Regions from separate parts of the Ovis aries genome. Here region 2 is linked to region 1. Evidence: chromatin contacts called from public Hi-C data. All regions are on one chromosome and are shown on one strand. Each heading gives the region's core, a stretch centred on a gene start, on an enhancer-like site or on the middle of the called end of the contact. The rest is flanking DNA. Distances are from core to core; before and after follow the strand shown.

Region 1 (7,011 bases), core at 3,091-5,590:
AGAACTCCAATGTCTTTATGTCATTTCCATTAATTTTCCAGCTTAAATATTGTTTACTTGCATTTACACATTTTATTCCAAAAAAATCCTGAAGTACCTTTCTCGGCTATTCATTCTTCCATTTTTGCTATGCTCCCTTCCCCTGCCTGTGAACACATGCAAAACTCTGCAATGGTCATTTAATGAACACTAACACCCACAGTTAACCACACTTTCAAGTCAAAGCAGATAGATCTAGAGCAGCAGTTGCCACTGGAAGCAATTTTGTCCTCTAAGGGTATTTGGCAATGTCAGGAGACATTCCTGGTTGCCACAACTGTGGGTGATACTCCTGGCATCTAGTGGTAAAAGCTGGGAGTGCTGCTCAACACCATATAATGCATAGAACAGCACTCCACAAATAATTATCCCGCTCCAAGTATCAAGAGGGCTAAGGATGAGGAATCTCTAATAACTAACCCTCGTGGGGGCTGCAATGAAAATCAAAGAGTCACTATGCATCATCTCACCTCCATCAATTATAAAATGTAAATATAGTAAATAAACTAATCAAGTGAAGTGAAAGTCGCTTAGTCGTGTTGGACTCTTGGCGACACCAGACTGTAGCCCACCAGGCTCCTCTGTCCATGGAATTCTCCAGGCTAGGAGTGGGTAGCCCTTCCCTTCTCCAGGTGATCCTCCCAAACCAGGGATCGAATCCAGGTCTCCCACATTGCAGGCGGGTTCTTTACCATCTAAGCCACCAGGAAGACCATCAGTCAACGTGGTTTCACATCACTTGGCTAAAGAAATCCCTATCTAGTAACTCTATTCAGTTAGAAAACCCAAGATTCCACACTGGAGGGGAAAAAAACCTGTCCTTGATCAAACCACATATGCTAGTCTACTTTCTATGTCTAAGAGTAAACCTGATCTATTTAAAACATATTAATACATCCAGTTTGAGCACAAAAATGTTTTAAATCTAAAATTAGTTCTAGATTGTTACCGGCCATTTAACATATAGAACTCAAATAACCTTCATCTGATAGGAACATGAGTATAACCCTAAGAATAGGATGATTTCCTTTCCTAATAAATGATTCATTGAAGCACTGCAATCTACTTTTAATTTATCTCTTACATTTATCTACATCAATCATATCAAGCAGAAACCTTAAGGCTATCTAAAAAACTAGGCTTTTTAAGTTAACTGAATGGAGACAAAGCAAAAAGTTCTATCATCCAGCAAACTGCTGAATAACCAATCTCAACATATAACCTGAACTTTCACCCAATGCTTACTGCCACAGTTACTAAGAACAATCTCATGTATATAATTAAAAATTGGTACTTGATTATTTGTTGATCAATTTTAAGGAATTGTTTTAACCAATTTTAGGGAAACAGATGTAATTATTCCTATGTATTAAAATCAACACCTAGTAAAAAATATCTGAATTTCGACTGCATTAAATTTATGAAAAGGGCATTAGCTGATTATAGTTGAGCCTCTCATTATTAAGGTTGCTTGTAAGAGTGGCTACTGTAACTTGGCTAGAAACAGCTGCAGTTTACATTATGTACTATATACCAAAGCTGAATATACAAGCACAAAATTAACCCCACTCCTCCAAAAAAAAACCTCACTGGGTGTCAACAAAGCATCATCTCCAACTTGGACTGCCAAAACAGTCATATAATCTGTTTAAGTTTCACTCCCCTCACTGCCCAAATTTAAGACCATTCCAAATAAAAGCCTGCAGAGCTGCTCCTACAGCAGTTTACTTGATGGTGGACAGAGGCCAAAATTCTGGTGCAGTACTGAAGTGTACCATTTTGGCACCCTGCTACCACCAAAGTAAAATACTGTTTTGTTATGGAACAAAAAATTTACACAACCAAAATTCCCTCTTCTTCCAAACAGGCAAAGGAAATCTCAACTTGAACAGGGACAGATCTTCTAGATACATGCAAGAATAAGATGGAAAATGCTAGTCATTTTATATACACGAGCCGACTGTATATGTAATTTAACTAATTCACCTATACCCTAAAGTACAAAACATGCGTCCTGAGATATGTTTTTGGTTTGGTTTTAAACATAACCTCCATTTTTTGCTTTCTGAAGTATTAAACAGCATTCTCACCTGAGACTTTGAGTTGCATTTAACATTATTTTAACACTTTTTTAAGGACTCGAGTAACTTGCAAAATGACACTGTAATTTACATTTTAAAAATACTTCAAAAATATTACCTGGCAAAGTAAGTTTTACTTTATTCTTTTTGTCAAATAAACTGTTCTAACATATTCCTTTACTGGCTTGCCAGCTTAGGGAACAAAAGAAAGATTTAAACAAACAGAGGTACAATTTAGAACTAAACTGAAGTCACAGAATTTTCAGCAAAAATGGATTTTTTTCCTAGCCAAAAAGACATATTTCACTGTTTTCCTTCAAATATTTTTTCAAAGAAAAAAGCAGTTTCCAATTCTCTAGGCTCCAACAGCTTTGCCTCCTAAATGCATATTAGAAAGCAATATATAAATGCCTATACTTTCCTGAGCTAACTTCTGCTCATCCTGGTGGAGGATCATTATGATCCCTCTAGTCCAACCCCAGTATACTGAGTCAATACTTTAATCAAGTGTACATAGACATGAGGGCTTCCCTGGTGGCTCAGAGGTTAAAGCGTCTGCCTGCAATGCGGGAGACCTGGGTTCGATCCCTGTGTTGGGAAGATCCCTTGGAGAAGGAAATGGCAAGCCACTCCAGTATTCTTGCCTGGAGAATCCCATGGACAGAGGAGCCTGGTGGGCTACAGTCCACAGGGTTGCAAAGAGTCAGACAGACTGAGCACAGACATGCTGGGTTTTTATTAAGAAAGCAGTTCTGAAGATTTCATTAAGCCAGTAAACTCGTTAATCATCTTTCTACACAATGCCAGAAAACCATTCCAAATTTTTTTTCATCTCATCTAGATATTATTTTCATATACATTTACTTTTCCTGGTTAAGTTATACACAAAGATTTGATTCATCAACTTACTTTGTACATATCAAATTTTAGTCACTCTGCCACTGAAACATCCTTTGTGGTCATTATTTGAGTCGAACTTTCCTAATCTCATCTTGTCTAGAATATCAGTTCTCGCTAGTGATGCCAAGATCGGACCGAACCACGTGCAGTTTTACCTGTTTGTTTTACCTTATGTTACTTACTTGTACCCAGAATGTTAGGCGTTGTGAAAATGACTGATAGCTTGTATTTATTTCTCAGCTAAGTCACAACTGTCAGAAATGTAGCAAGACATGGGGCAGGGGTTGGGGGGGGGGGGCGCGAGGAGGGGCGGAGAAGGGGCGGGAGGGGAGTAGTGGATAGAAATTGGGCAGAAATAGGAAGGGCAACAGAAAAGTGTGAAGAAAACATCAAGCCCAAACATCCAGCCAGTTCCTCTATGTGTTACATCAGACTAGACCGCTGTCTCAATGGTGAAAGATCGCCACACTTCGTTACTGAATTCATGATTCATGCCTGATTTCCTTTATAACCCGGGAAGTGGGAAAGAGGGGGGTCGATGAACTAGGTTTTCTACCACAAGGTAATCTGAAGAGCTTGGAAAAAGTAGAGCTTTAGAAAAAGGGGCAGCTGTCTTAAAATTGTATCAAGGGCACTGATGTCTATTACTGGAACCTTTTCCTAAAAAAGTAAGGCACTTCGGTTTCTTGGAATAACTGAATTATACAAGCACGCCCTAGACTACTTGGATAAGCAATTTCAGAAAAACAGCAGTTGTCAAAACACTACGAATTACTTATGGGTGAAGTCAGAGAGTGGCGGTGAGCGAGTTCTGCGGCATTTACGTCTCTTCGCTCCCTAAATGGTTCTTCCAACACTTAGGTGGTCTCACGCTCTATGCATTCTGGTATCACCGAAAACGCTACAGAATTTTCGTACGGGAACTAAGCATTAGGCAGCAGAGCGTAATCGCCGCAGCAAACGATAAATACTGTAAACATGTGTAACCCACCGATTTACAGGAGCAAACCTCCAGGCCGCCGTTCCCCGACCGGCTGCCAGTCCAGGGTGAGGGATCCTGCCCACAACTCGCCCCCCGCCCCGCCGCGCAGCCCTGACAGCTCGGCCGCAACGTGAGCAACCGCCAAGGCCCCCGCACCGAGCGCCCAGCCCGCCCGGCCTCCCAGCTCACCTGCTGGGTCCACGGGTCAGCGCCACCACCGACGCCGCGCCCGACAGTCAGTGTCGCAGGCCCAGGTGCTGGGTACCGGCCGTCAGCACCTCGCCAGCACTCCCTCAGGCAGCCCGCAGCGGCACCAAGCTACAGGAAGCGGCTCCGCTCAAACCGGTTTCAGCTGCTCCAGACCAAACCGCCAGGCCACCTCGAGGGGCGGGGCCTGAGAAGCGGCGAGGCGGAGCCTGACGTCACGCCCGGCGCCCTCCATGCCAATGGATGGCCGAGCGTTGGGGGCGGGCCCGCGCGGTCCTGGTAAGGGCAGGCATCAGTGACTGAGGGCTACTGGGCATTCCAGGGGTCTCCGGCGTGGGCGAAAATTTTTCGGCTGACTGGGTCCAGCGGCAGAGGCCTGACCTGGGTTCTTAGACACCTACCTTGGTCCCCTAAGCCGTCCTAGGACAAACTAGAATGGAAGGTGGAGCTGAGATCCTGAATTGCGTCTTTTGTCCCATTGAAAAGCGGGGGGGATTAACAAGATTAACGTTCTGTGGAAACTATTTCGTTACAAAATGAAAAGCGCACTTGGACCAAATCTTTAGGGTTAAGAAGAATTGACAAACCTAAGATTGTTGAGAGTTTTTCCCTTCCTTATGTAAAGGACGGGATTCATACTCAAGTATCACCTGGTGGTTATTATCACAGTTGCCCTCTGGAGACCCTATCAGACCTGCCTATTCCAATTGCTTTTAAGGGCTTCCCAGGTGCAGTGATAAAGAATTCTGCCTGCCGATACAGAAGACGGCAAGAAAAGGGGTTCGATCCCTGAGTTGGGAAGATCCCCTGGAGAAGGAAATGACAACTCCAGAATTGTCTGGGAAATCTCATAGACGGAGGAGCCTCGCATTTTTACAGTCTATGGTATCTGCAAAAGAGTGAGACACAATTTAGCGACTCAGCAACAACAACGTCAATCGGCATGAATTGCATGTAACAAGACCCAGGTTATTCCTATGTAAAATAAAGCTTGAAGCTAGAAAGATTTACTCTCTCCTTTGATAGCTCCTTTGAGGGACTTCCCTGGTGGCTCAGACGGTTAAGCGTCTGTCCACAATGTGGGGAACACGGGTTCGATCTCTGGGTCGGGAAGATCCCCTGGACAAGGAAATGGCAATCCACTCCAGTACTATTGCCTGTAAAATCCCATGGACAGAGGAGCCTGATAAGCTACAGTCCATGGAATCGCGAAGAGTCAGACAAGATTGAGTGACTTCACTTTCACTTCGATGGTTCCAGGAAAAATTAATCAGCCAACTTAAACTGTTGCTTTCCAGCCTTCAAGGTTAACTGCTAGTTTACCTGTAATAGAAAATTGTTATCAGATTTCATTTAAAACGAGTGAGATTCCAACTCGAAAATTTCATAGTTCTATAGCAATATAATATATTTGTAATTATATTTTAAAAATCGAGTAAGATATCGAAAATATCTTAAGATACGGAAAAAGGACTCAAGAGCTAGCTCCAGCTGCAAATTGGTTAGAATGGTCCTATCGAAAAGACATTTGGGTTAGAGGCGCTCTAGCTTTTAGACAGCTCCTAGCTTTACAAGTAAGACTTTATAAATAGATATATTTGTTAATAAAATAAAATTTTATATATCGGGTGACTGAATTTTATATTTGATCTTGGATTAGCTCCCAGAGCATTTTTGACTGTTGTCTATTCAGTTAATAAATAATTACTAAGTGCCTGCTTAGTGCAAGATACAGGATGCAATGGTTTCTTGCTGTCACTAGTTTTAATCACAATTTTCATAAGGAATTAAGATTTCCTCTTAATTATGTACTATCATCTGCTAAAGTCAGCTGTTAACATTTCCTAATACCTTAGAGTTCATTTCATTCTTCTGCTGTTAGTCATACTTTAGTGATGAATTTCTTTCATATGTTTGCTTTTTTTAAATGTTTATACTAGATCTTTTTTTTTTTTTACTGTAATCACCATTTAATCAAGCCTAACGTTTATAGTTCAAATTGATGGATCGAAACCATGCTCTTTCCCTAAATCCTATTGAAATCACAGAAGAATTATACATATTTTAAAATCACCATCAGTGGGCCAGAAATTGAGGAATTTCTAAATTTAAAACAAGCCAGCAGCATTGGATAATTGAAAAACTGAGAACAGAGAAACGTGGACCTGCAAAGGGAAAGCAGGGACTCCTGGAGCTGCCCCACTTTACACAGCCTTGCTTAAAATTCTTATAATAATTCAACATATTTTAAATTATATATGCCTTGTTATGATTGCTATATTAGAGTAAAATATAAACAATACATTCCTTCCTCCTACTTCTGTGGAATGTTATAACTTTTGCAAGAAATGTTTAATGAGATTAACTTGGATCTTATCTCATTTAAAATATTTAATGTTATCTTATTTGATTAAATAATGAAACATATTTACTCATTTGTCCAAAATCAGCTGCATGATCTCTCTTTGTCTTTCATGTATTAATGATGGTAGTAGCATTGGTGGAAAATCTTCTAGACTTAGGTCCCACAGTTGAACTTAAATCCTACCCCTCACTATCTGTGATTGAATATAAATTTTTGGAAATTTTTTACTGCAATTGATGAACTTATATATATTTATTTATTTGTTTCCTCCAGGTCTTAGCTGTGGTACTAGGGATCTTCAGTTGCATCATGGGGGTGGAATCTGGTTGCCTGAGGGGGGATTGAACCCAGGCCCCCTGCACTGGGAGTGCACAGTCTTAGCCACTGGGCCACCAGGGAGATGTCTTCAAATTGATGAATTATGAGGCTTTCTTTCT
Region 2 (7,106 bases), core at 580-3,079, 160 kb after region 1:
AACAAAGCTTGGTGGCTGAGATGGTAAAGCATAAAAACTATGCTTCCCTGGTGGCTCAAACAGTGAAGTATCTGCCTACAATGCCGGAGACCTGGGTTCAATCCCTGGGTTGGGAAGATTTCCTGGAGAAGGAAATGGCAATCCACTCCAGTATTCTTGCCTGGAAAATCCCATGGATGGAGGAACCTGATAGGCTACAGTCCATGGGGTTGCAAAGATTCGGATATGACTGAGCGAGTTCATTTTATAACAAAGCTTGGTGGCTCAGATGGTAAATGTAGCATTTGCCTACAATGCGGGAGACCCCGGTTCGATCCCTGAGTTGGGAAGATTCCCTGGAGAAGGAAATGGCAACCCACTCCAGTACCCTTTCCTGGAAAACCCCATGGATAGAGGAGCCTGGTAGGCTACAGTGGGGTCACAAAGAGTGGGACATGACTGAGCTTCTTTTATAACAATACTTTAGTGTTTGGTTGCTGACAAGATTAGGGTGTGTGCAGTGTCTCAGGTCTCCTAACCTGGATGAGCTTCCCTGGTCCCTTTAATCTTGCTTCAGGTGGTTTCTTGGCTGTTCCTCCTTTGAGAAAGTTCACATCTGCTCTCTGGAAGTCAAGGAAAGTCATGGAAGCTGGAATCTTGCCTACAAGAAAAGGGGGGACAGTACACTGCGGTCCAACGAGAGGCAACCATCTGTTTGTTTAACAGCTTGCATCTAATAGTTTATGCTGTACGGAAATAACTGGGGCTCAGGTTTATCTCCCACAGAAGGACTTCATTCTAACATCACTGAGGGATGCTTACATGGAAAGCTGGTTATTTTGTTGTAAACATTCCAGAGCTGCCTATTGTGAGAAGATTTTCTACAAAGTAAACTTAGGTTGTCACTGGTAGTCTGGCTGTTACCAGGCCACGAACATGGGGTGGACAGCCCCAGCCCCTGGGGGAGCCGCTGCTTCAGGTGCCCAGCCCGATGGGGTCTGCTCTGACCTGAGCTGTGCATTCGCTATTGCTTCTGGGGGATCTCCCCAGGCAGTGCAGAGGGAGGGCGTTTCCTCCTTTCACTGCATGTTCTTGCTGGTTGTGGTTCCACAACCCTCTGGAGACTCCGGTCCATGTGTTGGCCCAGTACCTCTGGACCCACAGTTTGTCAGAATCTTGGCCCGTCTGCATGCCAGTATCTGTGAGCGTCCTTATGGCGGTCATCCTGTCACAGCTCCTCAGCACATCCACTTCCCAAGCTGACTTCATTCTTGGTTTGCATTTCATTTCTGTGTGTTGTTAGGAAACTGTTCTTCCAGGGACTGGTGAACGGGCAAAGGTTTCCAGTTACAGTCACCAGGGCCACCTGCATCGGGCGCACCCACCCTGCGACTCGCTCCCTGTCCTTGTGAGCTGTGCTTGTCTGGCTCTGGCTTGGCTGCTTCTGTAAGGACCCTGTGTCCCTGCGCAGCTGCCTTTGCTGGGGCCTGTTCTGGAGGAGGCCCTGCTCTCCCTCCTCCCACCTCACCTCACACAAGACTCTTCCTCATTCCTGGGCCGTGACTTGTACCCCCACTGCTCCTGCTGGAGCGAACCAGAAGGGATAGTCCTCTGCCCTTATCTCTTTACTTCCAGCTGCCATCTCACTGCCTGTGCCCTGGGGCAGGAGGCTGGTGGCAAAGGACTGAGATTTCCAAGAAGTATTAGTCAGGAAAATTAGTATTAGAGTATTAGTCAGTTCCATCTGGGTATCTAAGGCAGGTGAGGCCAGGCTCTGTCTAAATAAACAGAGATTATCTATCACGAAGTGACCAATGAGCCACTTCCTATGAAGTGCCGGGAGCAAACAGCAACTTGTCACCTCCACCAGGCACAGGATTACAAAACGCCCTCCCTCTGCACTTCCTGGGGCGATCACGCAGAAGATCTACATGTCAAGAAGGTCCTCCTGAAATACTGCTTCCTTCATGCTCTCTATTTAAGTCCCCTTGAGATGTCCTGGTCCACTTTCCTGCCAGCTCCTCTCAAGGCTTCTGTACCTCCTTTTCAGGACTGTGTAATCTGATGTCTGCAATATTTGTTCAAAATATTTAACAACCACTTGGGGCTTCCCTGGTGGCTCAGATGGTAAAGCATCTACCTGCAATGCGGGAGACCCAGGTTCGATTCCTGGATCGGGAAGATTCCCTGGAGAAGGAAATGGCAATCCACTCCAGCACTCTTGCCTGGAAAATCCCACAGATGGAGGAGCCTGATAGGCTACAGTCCATGGGGTCGCAAAGAGTCGGACACGACTGAGCAACTTCACTTCACTTCACTTCACTTCAGCAGTATTACAGTATTTTAACAACTGGCAAGGCTGTGCAGGAACAAACCAGCTGACTACAGGCCCCTGCTGGTGTCTAACTACTCATTAACACAAGTCTGCCATTCCTGTCAGGCCTGTTCCTATGCTAAGTCAGGCCTTAGTGCCTTAGCTACACTTTCCTTGCATGTACTCTTGTGTCCCTAGTCAGCACCAGTCCACTCCAGAGATTAATGAATTGAACCTGTCAGTTAGCTGATGGACTTGAGCTCCCTGCCTCTTAGAGACATGTTCCCTTTGTCTTTTGTTACTGGGCTCAAATAAAGCATACAGTAAACAGGATGGAAGCCCAAATCTAATGGCAAATAGTCTTGGAGAAACCTCTCAAACTCAAGGTCACAAAGACTTCCTGGAGACAGTCTTGTGTGTACCACTCTAGCTTGATAAACTCTGGGTAGCTCATGTGGCCTGTGTCATCAGGGCCCTCGCAAACCTTTGTCCTGGAGAGCGCCCACAGTGCGTTCTAATGCAAGGCGTCCTGCATTTGTCGCTTTGACGTTGCAGTGTGGATGTGGGAAACTTCAGTCCTTTACTCAACTTGAACTTCCAAGAGCAGTTGCTGGGGAAATTGGTTGAGTGTATACAGCAAGTTGAATATTAAACATAGTGTCTTTGATGATTAAAGGCCCTGCTAACGAGTGGCTGTAAATTTAAAGTAAATAGTGGTTTGATGCTTCTTATTCTTCTTTTGGAATCTGTCAACATCCCAGTCTTCAAAGGCCATTTTATATCCTGTGTAGTTAGGCATTTCATCCAAGGAATTTATTAAGAGTAGATAAGGATATCTTTTTCCTGTGTGCAAAATCCATTTATAATTCTTACAAATTTTATTTCCATAAGAAATTATAAGCTCTTAAATTTAAAATCTCAAAATAGAATTTACATAGTAATTATAGAATTCTGGATGTGGTATTATCATTTTAAACAGGAGTTGGTATATTTCAGACATGGATATAATGTTAAAGACATTTTCTCTATAGCTGCATTAGATAGGACCCAACCTAGCGGCTAATGGCTCAGCATCCTCTAAATTGGATCTAAGATACAGTCAGGAAGGGAAGGAAGGAGACTGATGAACCCTTTCTCTGAGAAGTCATAGAGCAAAATCTGAAACTTCCTATCACATGTCAAGTTGATGGGTTTTATTTGGAAAGTTTGAGTATTTTTCATGGCAATGCATCTCTGCATTTGTTACTACTTCCTGGATTTAGTTATGCAGATCCAGCCATCTATGCTTAATTTTCAAGTTCTAAATGGGTTTTGAACTTCTTGCCCCTGTTGGAAGGCAGCAGTGTATCCTAATTGCGTGGCCCGGAGAGTGAAGGATAAACCATAAGTGTACATGATTAAGCCCTACAGAGTTAGAGAGTGGTACAGCTTATGAGCCAGAGTACCCAAACTGTGCTCCAGGCAGCCCTTTGAGAGCTACAGGTCAGGACTGGAGACAGTAGTGAGCTTATAGGGCCCCTGGACTCTCCACTTCTGCTCATCCGTATCAGCTTCCACATAATCATTCATTGGAAGAAAGATGTCAGGACCAACAAAAGATTTGAAAATCACAAAGCTTGGGACTTCCCGGTGGTCCAGTGGCTAAGACTCCGAGCTCCCAATGTCGGGGGCCCAGTTTTGATCAGGGGATTAGATCCCACAGGCTGCAACTAAGAGTTTACATGCTGCATCTAAAGATCCTGCATGCCACAATGAAGACTGAAGATCCTGCATGCCACTACTAAGGCCCAGTGGAGCCAAATAATATATATAAAGAAAGAAAAAACCCACCAAGCTCCCCTAGTTGTCTTGTTTTCTGTAAGGGGAACTGAACCCCAGGATAATGAAGAAAGTCACCCAAAGTCACATAGTGACTGGGCAACTCCTATTTCCTTGGTGACCCTCATAGAAGCTACTTCAACTGACTTTTCTATCTCTCTTTTTTTAAAATAAAAAGATATAGTTTTGTATTTTAACTTGCTAAATTGTAGATGCTAAACAGTCAGTAGAAATGATAATTGAGTATTAATAGAATTATTTTTAAGGCTCAAGAATGCTGTTTATGATCTGTGCCATCTCTCAACATCTTTACTTTTGAGTGTCAAGGTCATTTGCAGGGGAGAAGAGATTTGTTTACTTATGTGCACTCTGTCTGCAGTTACAGTTATAAAAAACAGGCCTTGATCCTGCATTTATATCTTCAGTTCAGCCATACATAAGTGGCCCCATGGTCTGACGCATAGCTCTCTTCAGGGGCTTTTCCAGGTGAATGTTCATTCATGACTTGTCACTCAGCTGTGTCTTCCTACAGTTTGAGGAAACAACTCAGTGGAAACGAACATACACTATCACTAGTTGCATTCATCGTCATGTATTTGTAGAACAGAGAAGACTGTATACAATTAAAAGGAGACAGGAAGATCAATAGTTTATCATTTATTTACACTTGCATTCTAGGCACTGTGCTATGCATTATACATGCTTGGTTCCTTCTGATTCTCAGAACTACCCCAAGAAATAGAAACTGTTATGATCTCTGTGTTACCCATAAGAAAACAGAGTCATAGAAAGGTCAGTATGTAACATATTAATATGTTACCCCCCAAAATATGGAAAGTTCAGTTCAGTTCAGTTGCTCAGTTGTATCCGACTCTTTGTGACCCCATGGACTGCAGCACGGCAGGCTTCCCTATCCATCACCAACTGCCAGAGTTTACTCAAACTCATGTCCATTGCGTCGGTGATGCCATTCGACCATCTTATCCTCTGTCATCCTCTTCTCCTGCCTTCAGTCTTTCCCAGTATCAGGGTCTTTTCAGATGAGTCAGCTCTTTGCATCAGGTGGCCAAAGTATTGGAGTTTCAGCTTCAACATCAGTCTTTCCAATGAACACTCAGGACTGATCTCCTTTAGGATGGACTGGTTGGATCTCCTTGTAGTCCAAGGGACCCAGAGTCTTCTCCAACACAGTTCAAAAGCATCAGTTCTTCGGCACTCAGCATTTCATGGCTGCAATCACCATCTGCAGTGATTTTGGAGCCCCCCAAAATAAAGTCCACCACTCTTTCCATTGTTTCCTCATCTATTTGCCATGAAGTGATGGGACTGGATGCCATGATCTTAGTTTTCTGAATGTTGAGCTTTAAGCCAACTTTTTCACTCTCCTCTTTGACTTTCAACAAGAGGTTCTTTAGTTCTTCCTCACTTTCTGCCGTAAAGGTGATGTCATCTGCATATCTGAGGTTATTGATATTTCTCCCGGCAATCTTGATTCCAGCTTATGCTTCATCCAGCCCAGCGTTTCTCATGATGTACTCTGCATAGAAGTTAAATAAGCAGGGTGACAATATACAGCCTTGATGTACTCCTTTTCCTATTTGGAAACAGTCTGTTGTTCCATGTCCAGTTCTAACTGTTGCTTCCTGACCTACATACAGATTTCTGAAGAGGCAGGTCAGGTGGTCTGGTATTCCCATCTTTCAGAATTTTCCAGTTTCTTGTGATCCACACAGTCAAAGGCTTTGGGATAGTCAATAAAGCAGAAGTAGATGTTTTTCTGGAACTCTCTTGCTTTTTCGATGATCCAGCGGTGCTGGCAATTTAATCTCTGGTTCCTCTGCCTTTAAACTGAGACTCAAATCTGGGTCATGTTGACTTTAAGGTAGAGCTTTAAAGAAATGCCGACATCAAGATGTGAATAACTACTAAGTAATTTTGTCTTAAATATTTGCGGTTACATCTTTTGCACAGTCCGTGTGAGCCTCTTTCTGCTAAGAGGCTTCACAGCAGTATCTTCACAGCAGTCTCAGCACTCTCTCAGGCCACTGGGACTCTGGTTTGTTGACCAGCATTGTGCCCACTGGCCGCTGAGTTCCCTTGTCAGTCTCTCATCTTTCCATTGTTGAAGAAGCTCTATCTGTAGACCAGTCAGAAAGAAAGCATTGCCTTTTTGAATAAATTTCTTACACAAGGATAGATCCACCTTCTTATGTTAAAATCGAAGGAAAACAAAGCCGGAATTTTTAACTTTGCTGGGATGGATGGAATTCTTGATAGCTCTGTCTGAACAGAAAAATTTTCTTATCTGGCTATGGAACACTTCGTATTCTTGGCTCTTTGCCCTTTGAAGCTATAAATCATATATATATATATATATATATATATATATTTTTTTTTTTGCTGAGTGCCCTTTCTTTCCTGACCCATAAGCTCCTTGGAGATTTTGATAGAGCTGGGTTTTGCTAATATGCTCAAAGTTATAAGAACACAGCTTATTGGAACATAAGTGTTAAGGATAAATGTGCTTTAATTCATTCCTGGGACTCTGATGCTTGCCGCTCTGGGTTCCTGATTTAGCTCTCTGCTTGGTCTAAAGCACAGTGACTGGCACACAGTAGGTGGAGCCTCCTCAGTGGAGGCTGGCTGAATAAGTGAACAACACATTAAGTGAAATTTGACAAGTTTTTAAAATAGATATTAAGTATCACAGTACCTCGACCAGCAGTTTATAACTTTACTGTCAAATTTAAGCTGGGACTGAGCTTATGGGTGCTGTAGGACAAGAAATAGTCTATGTTAAATAGCATGCATTCTCATGTAAGTCCTGCAGATTTGCCCAACTCTGATTTGAAAAGTGTTCAAGAAGTTCCCTGGTGTCCTAGTGGTTAGGATTCTGGGCTTTCACTGCTGAGGGCTCGGGTTCAATCCCTAGTCAGAGAACTAAGACCCTGCAAGCCCCAAGGCATGGTAAAAAAAAAAAAAAAAGAGAGAGAGA

Evidence for each region. Hi-C and Micro-C count contacts between places; a contact is called where the count stands out from the background.
Region 2: a contact with region 1 is called in a Hi-C map of omental adipose tissue, with 2.0 times the contacts expected there. The contact joins the enhancer-like site here to the promoter of GPCPD1 in region 1. A contact is called at or near these places in 6 of 16 Hi-C or Micro-C datasets (blood, omental adipose tissue and tail adipose tissue).

What each region holds. Positions count from the first base shown.
Region 1 is chr13:47,463,278-47,470,288 of ARS-UI_Ramb_v3.0, forward strand. GPCPD1 (glycerophosphocholine phosphodiesterase 1) reads right to left here and starts at 4,341. Exons shown (of 19, transcript XM_012188684.5): 1 at 4,192-4,341.
Region 2 is chr13:47,625,177-47,632,282 of ARS-UI_Ramb_v3.0, forward strand. The region is part of intron 3 of SHLD1 (shieldin complex subunit 1); the gene reads left to right. Among named protein-coding and RNA genes, the nearest start is that of SHLD1, 23 kb to the left of the region's middle. Within about 2 kb of position 1,830, at least 22 of the 54 cell types and tissues checked have an H3K27ac peak or open chromatin away from gene starts, as enhancers often do.